3 separate regions of the Gossypium hirsutum genome follow, and regions 2 and 3 are each linked to region 1. The links are chromatin contacts, called in public Hi-C maps. All regions are on one chromosome and are shown on one strand. The core of a region is the stretch at or near the end of the contact, and the rest is flanking DNA. Distances in the headings are between cores, read along the strand shown. Region 1 holds the start of LOC107920042 (protein translation factor SUI1 homolog). Region 2 holds the start of LOC107920078 (probable folate-biopterin transporter 4). Region 3 holds the start of LOC107918367 (protein TIC236, chloroplastic).

The links. Hi-C and Micro-C count contacts between places; a contact is called where the count stands out from the background.
Region 2: a contact with region 1 is called in a Hi-C map of leaf, with 2.3 times the contacts expected there. The contact joins the promoter of LOC107920078 here to the promoter of LOC107920042 in region 1. A contact is called at or near these places in 4 of 34 Hi-C or Micro-C datasets (callus and leaf).
Region 3: a contact with region 1 is called in a Hi-C map of leaf, with 2.6 times the contacts expected there. The contact joins the promoter of LOC107918367 here to the promoter of LOC107920042 in region 1. A contact is called at or near these places in 2 of 34 Hi-C or Micro-C datasets (anther and leaf).

What each region holds. Positions count from the first base shown.
Region 1 is chrD13:50,033,066-50,037,480 of Gossypium_hirsutum_v2.1, reverse strand. It overlaps LOC107920042 (protein translation factor SUI1 homolog), which reads left to right and starts at 2,284. Exons shown (of 2, transcript XM_016849540.2): 1 at 2,284-2,489; 2 at 2,761-3,288. The coding sequence starts at 2,826. The coding sequence ends at 3,161. It overlaps LOC121225104 (calcium-dependent protein kinase 2), which reads right to left. Exons shown (of 8, transcript XM_041109040.1): 6 at 4,197-4,324; 7 at 3,824-3,923; 8 at 3,291-3,746. The coding sequence ends at 3,675.
Region 2 is chrD13:50,226,501-50,230,915 of Gossypium_hirsutum_v2.1, reverse strand. LOC107920078 (probable folate-biopterin transporter 4) reads left to right here and starts at 2,419. Exons shown (of 7, transcript XM_041109050.1): 1 at 2,419-2,603; 2 at 3,279-3,406; 3 at 3,804-4,025; 4 at 4,157-4,415. The coding sequence starts at 2,523.
Region 3 is chrD13:49,880,243-49,884,657 of Gossypium_hirsutum_v2.1, reverse strand. LOC107918367 (protein TIC236, chloroplastic) reads right to left here and starts at 2,636. Exons shown (of 2, transcript XR_005922956.1): 1 at 1,969-2,636; 2 at 1-926.

The sequences.
Region 1 (4,415 bases), core at 1,035-3,534:
ACACCATTCTAAAAGAAAAAATAAATTGTCAAATTGAAAAGGAAATTATAATTGGCAATCCAACACAAACTGAGCCATCATACAAAGAATTTGGCGAAATCCCAAATTGCTAAATCAAAAAAGACAAATGGAAATGGTGAAAGAAATCTGAAGGAACCAATGACAATTTTTTCGAACTTTTTCTTCAAGAATAAGAAAGAAAATATTCTTTGGCTTTTGCCACATTTATGTCAAAGTTTTCTTTGATAAGATTTTGCAGATGGTAGATTCATTGTTTGGAGAGGATTATGGCGGCCATAAAAGGTTAAAAATCTGATCATCAATCACGGGTCATTTTTGCAAAGCCGACACCCAAGTTTATTGGGAAAATATTTTTAATTAAAGCAAACAAGAAATGAAAGAGTACACCCCTCCAATGACCACATTGATACCAGAACTCCATTCAATCCAACTTTGACACCTACATCTCAGCCTTGAACTCTATTCCGTTGTGGCTCAAAGTCCAACACTCCAACAGTAGCAAAAAGACTATAAATGCTGTGAGGAGACTTGTATCCGGAGCTTCCACTTTGCAAAGGTGAGTTCCTCAGAAGTAGCACCAACTGGCCCGTCTTTCAAGAATCGCTGGATATTGTAATTTGAAATTTTTAGATTATGTTTGCTTATTTTCTTATATGTGTGGGTATATTATTAGTTGGGTTTAGATATGGATTTGGATATTGTATATTATATGTGTGATCCTATCTTATTTTACAGATATGAATAAGAATTGTGTTACTTGTATTCACATGTTATTAGTTGGTGTGATTCTATAAATAGGTGAAGTGTGTTGTAACTAAAAGGATGAATTGAAAACTAAGCAGAAGTAATTTTAAAAATTCTTTAGGAGAAAAATAGAGATGTCTCCTACATTACTTATAATATGTGGAAGTATTGACGTAATTTCATGGAATCATTCTGTCAGAATGCTACATGAAGAACATAAGCCAGGTGACGGAACGGGAAGACCTAGGATGTAGAAGATCATAATATGAGTGGTTCGACAGATTTGGATTCCTATATATTCACTCATGTGGTACTTCATTGTACAATATATATAAGAATTATACGAATCCATCTGAATAGATATCATCATCTACATCTAGAAAGCCAAACTAAAAAAAGAAATTCATAATAGAAGTGAGTTTCAAAATTCCTCTCCCTAAAATTGTTTCTCTCTTCCTTTACCAAAATCTTAGTGAGAAGAGATGCCTTCCTTATCTTACAAAAGACAACTATGAAAATTGATGCATCTATATGAAAGTTCTACTTGGCTCACAAGGTGTTTAGGAGATAATACAAAATGGTTATGAAGCTTCCTAAAATGAGGCATCGTTATCGCAACATGAAAAGGATGCTTTGGCAAAAATAAGGAAGAAGGATCAACAAGTCCTCACTCTTATCCATCAATATTTGGATGATTCGGTGTTGGTAAAAAGTTGCTAATGCTACCACTACAAAAGAAGCTTGGGAGATTTTGCAAAGTACTCTCCAAAAATTTGACAAAGTGAAGAAGGTTTGACTCCAAGTATTATGAGGTGAGTTTGAAACTTTGCGAATGAAGGAATTCAAGTCAATTTCGGATATTATTCAATGGTGTTGGCTATTGTAAATCAAATAAGAGATATAGAAAAATTTTAGAAGACGTTTTTGTGATCGAAAGGTATACTGTCAGTGGAGTTTTTAGACTCTACAAGTAAAATTAGAGGGTTGACAAGTGTCCTATAAGTATAGGAAAATATTAAAAAAATTAAAAATTTTACCACATACATATGCGTGTGGAAACTGCATATTTAGAACACAAGCATGTATTTTAACTTGTGGGACCAACTCAATCAATAATTTTATTAAAATATACAAGTAAAAAAGTGTACATAATAAAATTAAAATCTATAAAAAATATTAAAATGAAGCTTTGGTTAAATAATAAATTTAAAGTATTACTAATGCAATTGGCATAGTTTTAAATATCACCATGAGTATATTTTTAATATAACTTATTTTAACTAAAATATATATATTTGTAATTGCACTAATTAGATTAATGTTTAATTAACTCGTGATATTAATTATTTAAATAATAATATAGATATATATAATATTTTTTTTTTACTTTCTTCTTTTTCCTCTCTCTAAAATGGCGCATTATACACCCTAACTTTTTTAATCTCCCCTTTCTAGTTTATCTTTTTTCCTGAAAAAATCCCATTATATTTAAATTAAGACCATAAATTTTTTCTTTGGTTTTCCAGAGTCTTCTCAAATGATGGATCAGCTTCCATTAGACTCCAGCTGGGGTTATTTATTTCTCCAATCACCTACGTACATATCCTTAACCACCATACGCCGCCGGCTTTAACCGTCTTTCACCTTCCTATATAAACACCCTCTTCCTTTCTCTTCTTTCCTCATTCTATCAATTCCAACAACTCTCCTAGTTCTCCCTCAAGGTTCGGTTTCTAATCCAATGCCCCTTTTTCTTGTTTTCGTCTCTGGGAATTCTTTTAGCATGTCTTGTCTTGTTATCTAAGGATTGGATTAATGGTTTCTTCTGGATGTTTTTGTCTTTGCTTTGTTCATTGCAAAACTTGGTGTTCTTCTCTTTTGCAAGATGAACCACTTTATGCCGTTGTTTAGACCTGTGTTTGTATCTAAGTTGGTTGGTTCTTAACAAGTATAATACTTGCTGATGTTCTAACAGTTTAAGGTATGTTGATGCAGAACACTAGCTCGAGGAACAAGACAAGCAAGTCCAGATCAATCAAAGTTCTTATTTAACGAAGTACATGGTTGAGTTAGACATTCAAATCCCAACTACTTTTGATCCTTTTGCTGAGGCCGAGGAATTCGGAAGAACCGGAACCAAAGACTATGTTCATATCCGAATCCAACAGAGGAATGGCAGGAAAAGCTTGACAACTGTTGAAGGTCTGAAACAAGAACTGAGTTCCGATAAGATCCTTAAGTCTCTGAAAAAGTTCTGCTGTAACGGGAATGTTGTGCACGACAAAGAGCTGGGCAAAATCATTCAATTACAAGGTGATCAGCGGAAGAAAGTAGCACACTTCCTTGTTAATGCTGGAATAGTGAAGAAAGAGCAAATCAAGATTCATGGTTTTTGAGTGCTTTTTGGGCCGTCTTGTCTTTTGATTTTAATACCTCTGGTGTGTGGGAAGAACCCTAATGGAATATGATGTTGGAGTTTCAGTTTCATTTATAATAAATAATGGATCATTTATTTGCTTTCAATCTTTGCCTCGCACAAATATCCTTATTTTTCTTTTCATATCTAAATATCCATAACCGGAGATGGTGGGAATTCAATAGTATGCATATAAAACAAATGTACAGTATGTGAACTACCAGGTATCCTATGAGGTTTTTAGTTCAACGCTCTGGCGAAAACCAGAGCTGAAGAAACAAGAAAAAAAAAATCATATAAGCAAAACTTCTAAGCTTAAAACAACCTCACCTCTCAAAATCCGATTGAATATATGCAATATATTACACTCAAAATGAAGAAAAAGGAACCCCCCCCCCAAAAAAAAAAAACCCACACTTATGTGATGGAAACCTCCAAAAGGTATCTCTTAAAGCCAGCTATTGTTTTTTGCTGCAATTCTGGTCTTGAAAATCTAAAAGAGTTGCCCATGCTGGGTTCCACTTCTCATCATGTCACGGAACTCCTCGTAGTTGATTTTACCATCCTGTAAAGAAGGAATGAGAATCGATGAACCGTGCTGAAAATTGAAATGAACTTTTGAGCGACAAAAATGGAGCTTACATTATCGGTGTCGACTTCAGATATGATTTCCTTGATTGTGTCATCGTCACCCATTCCATATTCTTTCATGGCAGCTTCGAGTTCATCTCTTGTGATATGCCTGCAAAACGTTTCACAAACAAGTTACTGACATATCCATATCTCCCATGTAATTGATGTAGTGTGCCCCAAGTACAACTGATTCAGAGCAATCGAATCCTATGTCACTCAGGCTTGGGTATATGAGTGTTCGATATCAATACGTGTTCAACATTCTTTGAAGTTCTTTCACGTATTTAAAAGCATTTGGAGGGTCACATCCTCATCCCTATGTCATGTCCATGAAAAAATAGAAGTCAGATGATGAATTTTATACAGAGTACGGATATCTCACCCACTATTGTCCTTATCAAAATGTTGAAAAGCTTTATACAAATCTTCATCTCTTTCAAGCCTATGTCTGTGCATTGTAGCTGTGATAAATTCGATATAGTCAATGGTACCATTTCCATCCACATCAGCCTGCAAAATAAAACCGAGGTTAGTATGTCTATATTGTTAGAGCTCTTCATTTTTCTTGAAATACCCTTGCCTAACGTATATCAGGGCATAG
Region 2 (4,415 bases), core at 1,170-3,669, 190 kb before region 1:
GGGATCACCACTTGTATGTGCGAGCCATAATGTTAATCAAGAGCTTAGGGTTTTAACATAAGTTCCGAGAGTAAGTCTTTTCAATAACTTTGTTTAATGAATGTATTCAAATAAGTTTTTTTATGAAACAATGATATGAGAGTTTTATATTATTTTATTTTTTGCGAGCTCCTTGTGATTTGCTAGCTTCGTGTTAATTAAATGTTTTGACAAGATAACCTTCTGAGCTTGTTGGATATAATGACATGTCACAGGATTGTGAGTACTCACCTTTATGCTTTATGTTTTGGGCATTGAGGCCCTAGGACAGGTTGGAGAGATAATGGAATGTCGAGCTAAGCTTTATTCAATGGGAGATGTTGGTGTGTTGGAGAGTGTTAGCCTTGCACTATACTTATGGGACATGTTAAGGACTCATTGAGTCATTTTGAGGCTTATAAGGAGACCCACTTATCCAACAGGAATAAACAAGTGAATAAGATTGTGTTTCTGAAATCCTAAGTTTTTACTAACCTATCTGATTGTAAGTGCTTGTGAACTAGCCTTCACACAAGTATGGCACACCCTGTTCACAGTTCAGTAACAATGCCCATGTTCCTATTTAACTTATGCTACGATAATAAGTTATGAATGGATTTTGAACTTCTATATGAATGTTAGCACATTTTATCTTTCCGATTTATGTTATAGTTTGTGGGGTGATTCGTCAAACTTAAGGTTTTAGAATTTTAAATTTATTCTTCCGTCTGATTTGTTTTAATTGTGACGCTCCATACCTAAATTTGGTGAATGGGTCGGATGTAGGGTGTTATAGTTTTCCTAGTTAAACTTTTATTATACTAGAGATATTATAGTCATAATAGAACTCTAATATTAGCCTATTTAAAGGGCCTTAGAAGCCTTAGAAAAAGAGGATAATAACACAACATTAGAGAGAAAATTAAGAGAGAGTTTTAGAGACCTTTAAGGGAATTTTGTGTTTTTAGCCAGAGAGAGCTTTGTATTCGGGGTTAGGGTTTGTTTTAAATTTCTCCATCTTGTACTCTTCGTTTGTTTGCTCATTAGTGAAGACTCATTTGCTCTCGTGATTTTTTATCCTCTTGATTGGAGGAGTTTTTCCACGTAAATTTGTGTGCACAATTTTCTCTATTCCTTCTTTCTCATTGTTTAAACGAGTCGATCCCCAACACCGGGCTCAGGCTAAAAGAATCTTGCCCAATGCTCGACCTATATAGAAAACGAGTCTTAAATTTTACCCAAGCCTATTTTACGAGCCTCGTATTTTCGTCCAAACTCTCTCATTTTTCGAACGGGCCTTTGAGCTTGGGCTGGTGACCCGGCCTATGAGCAGGTCTAGATAAAATCACCTAACCAATTGAAATTTATTTGATAAATTTTATTTTGGGTTTTTTCCCTTTTTATTTTAGGGATAATGTAAATTTTGGCCTCTGAACTTATCATGTAGATCCATATTGGGATAATGTAGCTTTTGGCCCTTAAACTTTGCAAGTAGGTCGACATTGGCCTTTAAACTTGACAACTAGGTTCATTTTGGTACATGTACTTTTTCTGCTCATTTTGGCACTTGAACTAGACAACTAGATCCATTTTAATGCCTGAATTTGAAAATTCTAAATGTTTGATGATGTGACACTCTGAGTTTGAAAAATAAAAAATTTTTAGATGATGATGTGGTACAATCTTAAAGTGTAATATTCAGTATTTTAATAACCGAACTGGTGGTTGAACATGTTAGGCTACTAGTTCTTGATTCAACCAATTCGATTGGTTCAACCGTCGGACCAACGATAATTAAATAAATAATTAAAAAATCATAAAAATTTTAAAAAATAAAATAAAATCAATTTTACTTGGCTTTTTAGATTTTTATGATTATTTATTTATTTATTTATTGTTGGTCCGAAAATTGAACTGATCGAACTAGTTGGATCAAGAGCTAGTGGTCTAACATGTTCAACGATCGGTTCAGTCACTAAAATATTGAATATGACATTCTGAGATTGTACCACATAATCTTCTAATTTTTTTTCAAGTGATGATGTAACAGAATCTTAGAGTGCCACATATCTAACTTTTTAGACAAGTTCTGAGATTAAAATGAACCTAGTTGTCAAGTTCAAATATCAAAGTGAACAAAACAAGTACCAAGTACCAAAGTGAACATAGTTATCAAATTTAGGGGCCAAAGTGAATTTACTTGCCAAGTTCAGGAGCTATAATTTACATTATCCCTTTATTTTAAGGTAAATTTTGATCAAAAAGTCAAAGTCAACACAGAAGGCAAGGGAGGAGACCTTGACTGGTGCTGTGGGCGGGACCAGATAGCTTACGTGGCGAGACCTAGTTGGACCATGTACGTGTTCACCATTTTATTCCATAACTGAAAATTAACACCCGCCCCCCAACAAAACGATTTTTGACGATCCAGAAACCGATCCAAGAGAAATTTATAAGTTCTTTTTTCCTTTTTCTTTCATATTTGTTTGTTTTGTTTCTGAAAGATGATACAATGTATAAAGCAGCTCAAAACGGCATTTGGTTTGGCGTTTTTATGGCTTGTTTGTTTGATTTACTTCACCCAGGTTCCCCCATTTCTTTCTTCTTCTTTTTTCCCTCTTACTTTGATTCATAGACTTCTTAATTATGTGAAATTCCATTGCTTTGGTTTTGTGGTTTCTCTTTGTTGATTTCGTATTGGGTTTTGTTGAAAAACTAAAAATTTGCATTTAAAGTTTTGATTTTCTTTTCTTCTTTTTAATTGTCGATGTTATATAACTTTGGATTTGGATATCATATGAATTTGTAAATGACAGTTTGGGTTAATATTTTATTTGTTTTCTCGTTGAAGGAAAATATGCTCGTTTAGGTAATTGAAAGCAATAATTTTGTTAAGCCAAATAGAACCTCGTGATTTACGTTTGATTGATGCTGAATTATGAATGAGATCTTTGTCAAGCCTCAGACGACATAATTGAGAAGCTTTTCTTTAGTTTCATGCTTAAAGCTAAATGAGTTTTAGTTTAGAAACATCACCCATTTTTTCTGCTTAGATTTCCCTAAGGCAGCTAAGATGAATTAAGTGTGATTCAAGATTTCCCTGAAGCATCTGTTGCATAAGCTAGCAATCTCATTTTTGTTCCGGGTTTCCAATAGTTCCTATCTCTATGCTCTTGTAATTCCTATGTATGTTACCTTTTGTCCCCTTTTATTTTAATTTGAGTTTGGATTTAAAGTAACTTCACGATGTATGAGTGCAGGGTTTCAGATCATTCGTATGGACAGCAGTTTCTTACCAGTTGAAAGATAGGCTTAAGTTGTCACCTTCGGCTTCCCAATTTGTGTTTTCAGTATCATTTTTCCCATGGAGCATAAAACCTATATACGGGTACGCGTCATTGTGGTGCTTAGTACTCTTGTTGTCATGGAATGACATTATTGTGGTAGATTTATTTATTAGAAAAAAAGACATATTGAGGTTCTAAAGAATCTGGATAATATCAGTTTGGTGTTTTCTGATAAACCAATCTTTAGCATGAAAGTATAAGCATAGGAAAAGCATGTTTTCAGGGAAAATATCTTTCTGGAACATGATTGGTAATGGAATAATGACCATGAAATATGTTGTAAAGGATGTTAATTATGATGTAGTCCTTACTAAAGCCCTAATATAATGTGATGAAAACTATTTGGCTGAAAAATATATGATGACAAGAAAATTGTCCTTTTAGCATTATTGTATCTCTTGATTGTTTATTGGAGCCTTACTCTGTTTCCACATGCAGGATTTTGTCCGACTGCATTCCGATTAAAGGGAAAAAAAGGATCCCATATTTGGTGATTTCCACTGTGATGTCTCTTGTGCCATGGCTTATTCTGGGTATAAATGCCTCCACAAGTAGTTCCATAGGGCACCTCATGATCTTATTAACACTGCAGAACCTAGGTTCTGCAATGGCAGATGTTGTGGTTGATGCAATGATCGCTGAGGCTGTACAATTTGAGAAGTATGTTCTTCTATCAAATTTACTTTTCAACTCTGTTTGATAAATCCTTCTATGTTTTCTGCAACCAATTGTTTGCTTGGTTTTATTTCAGTAGAACAAATAACTTACAAAGTTGAACTAACTTTCATCAGGGCCTCCTTTGCCGGAGACCTTCAGTCATTGTCATGGTTATCGATGGCTTTTGGTGGAGTGTGTGGGAGTTTGCTAGGAGGATATGCATTAACCAACTTAGAGATAGATATTATCTTCCTTCTTTTCTCTATACTTCCAGCCATACAGTTGTTTTCATGTGGTTTGGTCGAAGAGAGTTCTATGGGGGGTGAAGTTTTATCTGATTTCTGTATTTCAAGTGATTCCCATCATTTGAATGGAAAAGCTAATGATTTGGAT
Region 3 (4,415 bases), core at 1,387-3,886, 150 kb after region 1:
TATAGAGGCCTATAAGAGAGACGGATGGAAATATTAGAAAACAAAATTCAACAATGGTTAATGGCTTTATGTAAACCTATTGAGCCACATCCAAGTGATTAATAAACACAACCAAAGCACCCAAAAGCTGTTCACAATGGTGTTATGGCCACCTTCTTATCCATGCATTGATTCACTTGAAAGAAAGAAGAGCTCTTTCAGTAATATTGACTTGTGGGGAAAAGATAATCAAGGCTGATGGAATGTTATTTACCTGCAGACGTTTACCAAGCTGGACTTCAACTTCTGTACCGAAGGATATATTACTGGCTAAAGATTTGAGAGGATCGGCCGTAGGATCAACAGAGAGCAGACTAGGGATTTGTGGGGCATACACTAGCCTCCATCTGGCTTATGCAGGCCAACCTTATGCATTCCCTACTACACTGGACAACTACGTTGTTAGACTGATGGAGCACAATTGGCAAAAAGTAAACTATATGATAGATTCAACTTTCTCATTCCATATCAAGCAAATTTGCACAGCATGGGGAAGAAAGATATTTCAGTTTCTGAATGGTCTAACTTTATCCTTCCTTAACACACAGGCTAATTCATTGTGTAAAGCAAAAATAAGAAATTATTTGATTATCATATTCATTAAATGTTAATGTAGAAGAGTAATGTAGAACGCATAGGAGATCTTACTTGAGTTGCCACAAGATTCACATCACCATTCTCAAATGTTAAAATGCCCTTGGGTTTAATCCATTTGGGATGAGCTTGGCCATTCAACTCGAGTTCCCCACTAACAACAAAGTTTAGAATCAAAGGATAAACTATCCTCAGTTCTAGTCCTAAAACAAGCTTCAAATCACTAAGGCGGACATCAAGACTTGGTTTAATGTTTACTTGTTCCATCTCCTTCTCTACATCAGCTGATTTAGCTGCACAAAACAATAAATGGTTAACTTGGATGATCAGAAACAAATAATACAGACAAATTGACATGCAGGCATAGATAAAAGGCTGTACTTTCAAAGAAATTTAGTAAACATAAATTGGTATATCCTTCATTTCAGGAAATTGAAATTATTTCTTATTCTCTTTAACAAAAAAGCTTCACCTCCTCATTAACCACCTAATTTGTGCAGAAAATAAGAACAAAAGCTAAAGATAAGTTTAAGTTCAATAGGATCGAAAAGTAAGACATCCTAGTTTTATAAATGAATAGACCAGCACATATACTTATCAGTTCAATGAAATTTCACCTATAAAAAATTTCTTAAATCACTAAAAATTTTATTTTTGTTTTTCTTTCATTTCTTGTCACAATCAAAGTATCCTATCTCTTAAATTTTGGCTTCCATTTGAGGTTTCTAATTATTGAAACACAAGAAGTAAATACAGTATAAGAGATTTTGCCTTGAATCTCTTTCAAGTTATTGAAGAACCTAACTGAAGGCAAAGGTCACCATTTAGCCAGAATGACCCCAAAACCAGATATGGAATGACATGGAATGACCCGAAAACCAGATATTAACATCTACCACATCGCATCATCAGTTGTAAATCCACTGGTTTTCCAGGATTTAGCCAGAATGCTCCATGAGCACTACAATTCAAGGCCTTTTCTCGACTCAAAAGCCAGCAAGGTTTTAAACAATCCAACTTAATACAAAAACCAAAACATGAACTCCAACAAATTTCAAGAAATGCAAATAAACAGAACTCAACAAGAAATGCAAATTTCAACAAATTTCAACAAATTCCAAGAAATGCAAATAAATAGAACTCCAACAAATTTCAAGAAATACAAATTTCAAGAAAAACGAAATCGATTTTACAGAAAAGAAAAGAAAAGAAAAATAGGGAAAGAGTGCGAGCAAAGTTTTGTTCTTGATAAAATGGAGAAAAGAAAAGAAACGTAAAGAGAAGAAAAGAAACCTACGAGAAGAAGCAGAAATCAATGGAAGGGAAAAAAATTACCTTGCAAAATGGAAGGGAAACATGCCAAAATTGGAAGGGAAAATCGGATCTCAAATCGTAGGTTGTATCCAGATGAGTTAGGAGTGGTAATTACTCTCTTTAGTCTCTATCTGTTTGTATGCTTAGTTTACTATCTAAGGGGCATTACCAGTATTTCATGACTGTGGAAATGAATAGATTAATCTAGGGCACAAAAACAAAGAAATCTGATCTTTTTTTATCAGCCAAGGGGTTAACAAGGAAATCAAACAAGAAAATTTTTCATCTTTTCAATCGAACATGCAATAGAAAAGATTTGGACCAGAAAATAGAAATCATAAGAAGAAGCAGAAATCATAAGAGAAGCAGAAATCGATGGAAGGGAAAGGGAAATTACCTGTGGAAGGGAAACGTCGGAGAATCGATGGAATGGAAGGTAGATGAGGGCAGAGAATGGAATAGAAAATAGGAAACAAGGGCGGAATCCCTAATCGCCGCTTCACGAGGGGAATGGCTATTACAGCCAATGGAGGTAACAGCCACATAACCGAATCGGGACGTAATAGCATTACGGGCAACCAAACGCCCGTTTGGTGGTGGGCCCGCTAAATAGGGGGAATGCATGCCTATTCCCCCAACCAAACGCCCCCTTAAATTCATGCAAATAGTGAAATATATTTTTACGGTGATCTTAAGCTCAATTTAAGATATATTTAGTTGATTGAATCTTACATTATAGTTCATAATATTACGATTATATTATTTGAATTATTAATATTTTAGTTATCTTCTAATCTTACCTTCTCAAATAGTCATAATATATAATATGACCCATTTCTTTTAAATTTTCTTAAATTACGAACTTAATTTTAAAGTTTTGACCAATTTTTTATTTATTATTATAATCAAATTAAGTTTTTTTTCTCAAAAAAAATTAAGACGAATTAAAAACAAAAGTATCTTATTTTTTCTTATCAGTAAAGCAATAGATATCATACTTTAAAATTAAAATTATTATATTTACTCTAATAATTTATTTATTAGTATATTAATTATGGTTGGTGATGTAATCACTTTTCATGAATTATTATAATTATAATTTATAATTTTCTTCATCATCATATATTTACTTACTAATATATGAATTGTAATAAAAAGTAAGAATTGTAATGATTTATTATAATTATATGAAAATTGAGACTAAAAAATATTAAAGGAATTAAAGTTGTTAAAAATATATATAACAAGAACAATTTAATAAAATGTGTTTTTAGATTATCTTACATTCTGTCAACTAAATATCTGAGTGTTACATTCTAGTCGAATGAAGTAACATATCACTGATAATTTTATATTACGAAATGTAATCTTACATTCTTTGAATCAAACATCCCCAAATACCTAAAAGTTAATTGCAACAAAGTGGGATAAGTTACAATGCACCAAAGTGTTGGATTTGATAACATTCTATGAGAATGCTTTTTATTTAAGGGTGGAATATTATGGACAAGATTATGTTGGGCATTAAAATCATTCATACGATTTGAGGTAAACGCAATAGGCAAAGTATTCTCGTAGTATTGAAAGTGGATATGCATAAAGAATATGATCGAGTTAGATGGGTTTTAATTAGAAGTAGAGGCAGATCATCCATTAATGTATCAATACAATGTCTTATCAAGTATTGTTTAACAGTAGCCCTACATAGATGTTTAGACTTTGTAAAGGTTTACGTCAAGTGACCTTTTATTCTTTTATCCTTTTATATTGTATTAGAATATATCATCTTCAATTTTTTTATAGGTAGAGCGTGGTTAAGAAATTCAGGGCATTTGGATAAATAAAAAATGTTCACCGGTGTAAAATAGACAATATTTCGGTGACAGCTGTAAGGAAGACACCGGAGATAACAAGCAAAGTTGGCAGCAAGGAAGATAACAACCAAAGACAGATAACAGTAGAAGATAAAAGAAAACTTGGTTTATGTATTGCATCATAAAAAATTACTCTTCCAATGTATACAAAGCACGATTTTATAGACTAATAAAGAAACTAAGCAAAGAGCTCAAGAAACTGACTCAGATGCTTAACAACTTCTTCAACAAACTAACTCATCCAAACTATTTTGATATTGTTCAACATTCCCCTTGCTTTCTTATTTCCTTACCCTCCATGATCAATAACTTCTCTGCATCTTGAATGGAAATTACGTTTAACTTGCTCCTCAGCTCAGTGAAAAGCGATGCAGGTAACGCTTTTGTTAGAATATCAGCAATTTGAGCTGCTGCTGGCACATAATTCACCTATAGCCGGTTTCTCAGAACCTTTTCCCTCACAAAGTGAAGGTTTAGGTCTACATGTTTGGTCTTCACATGCTGCACAGGATTTGCAGCCATAGCTACCGTACTAGTGTTGTCGCACCACACCTTGGGAATGTTGGTTAAGCTAATTCCAAAATCATTTAAAAC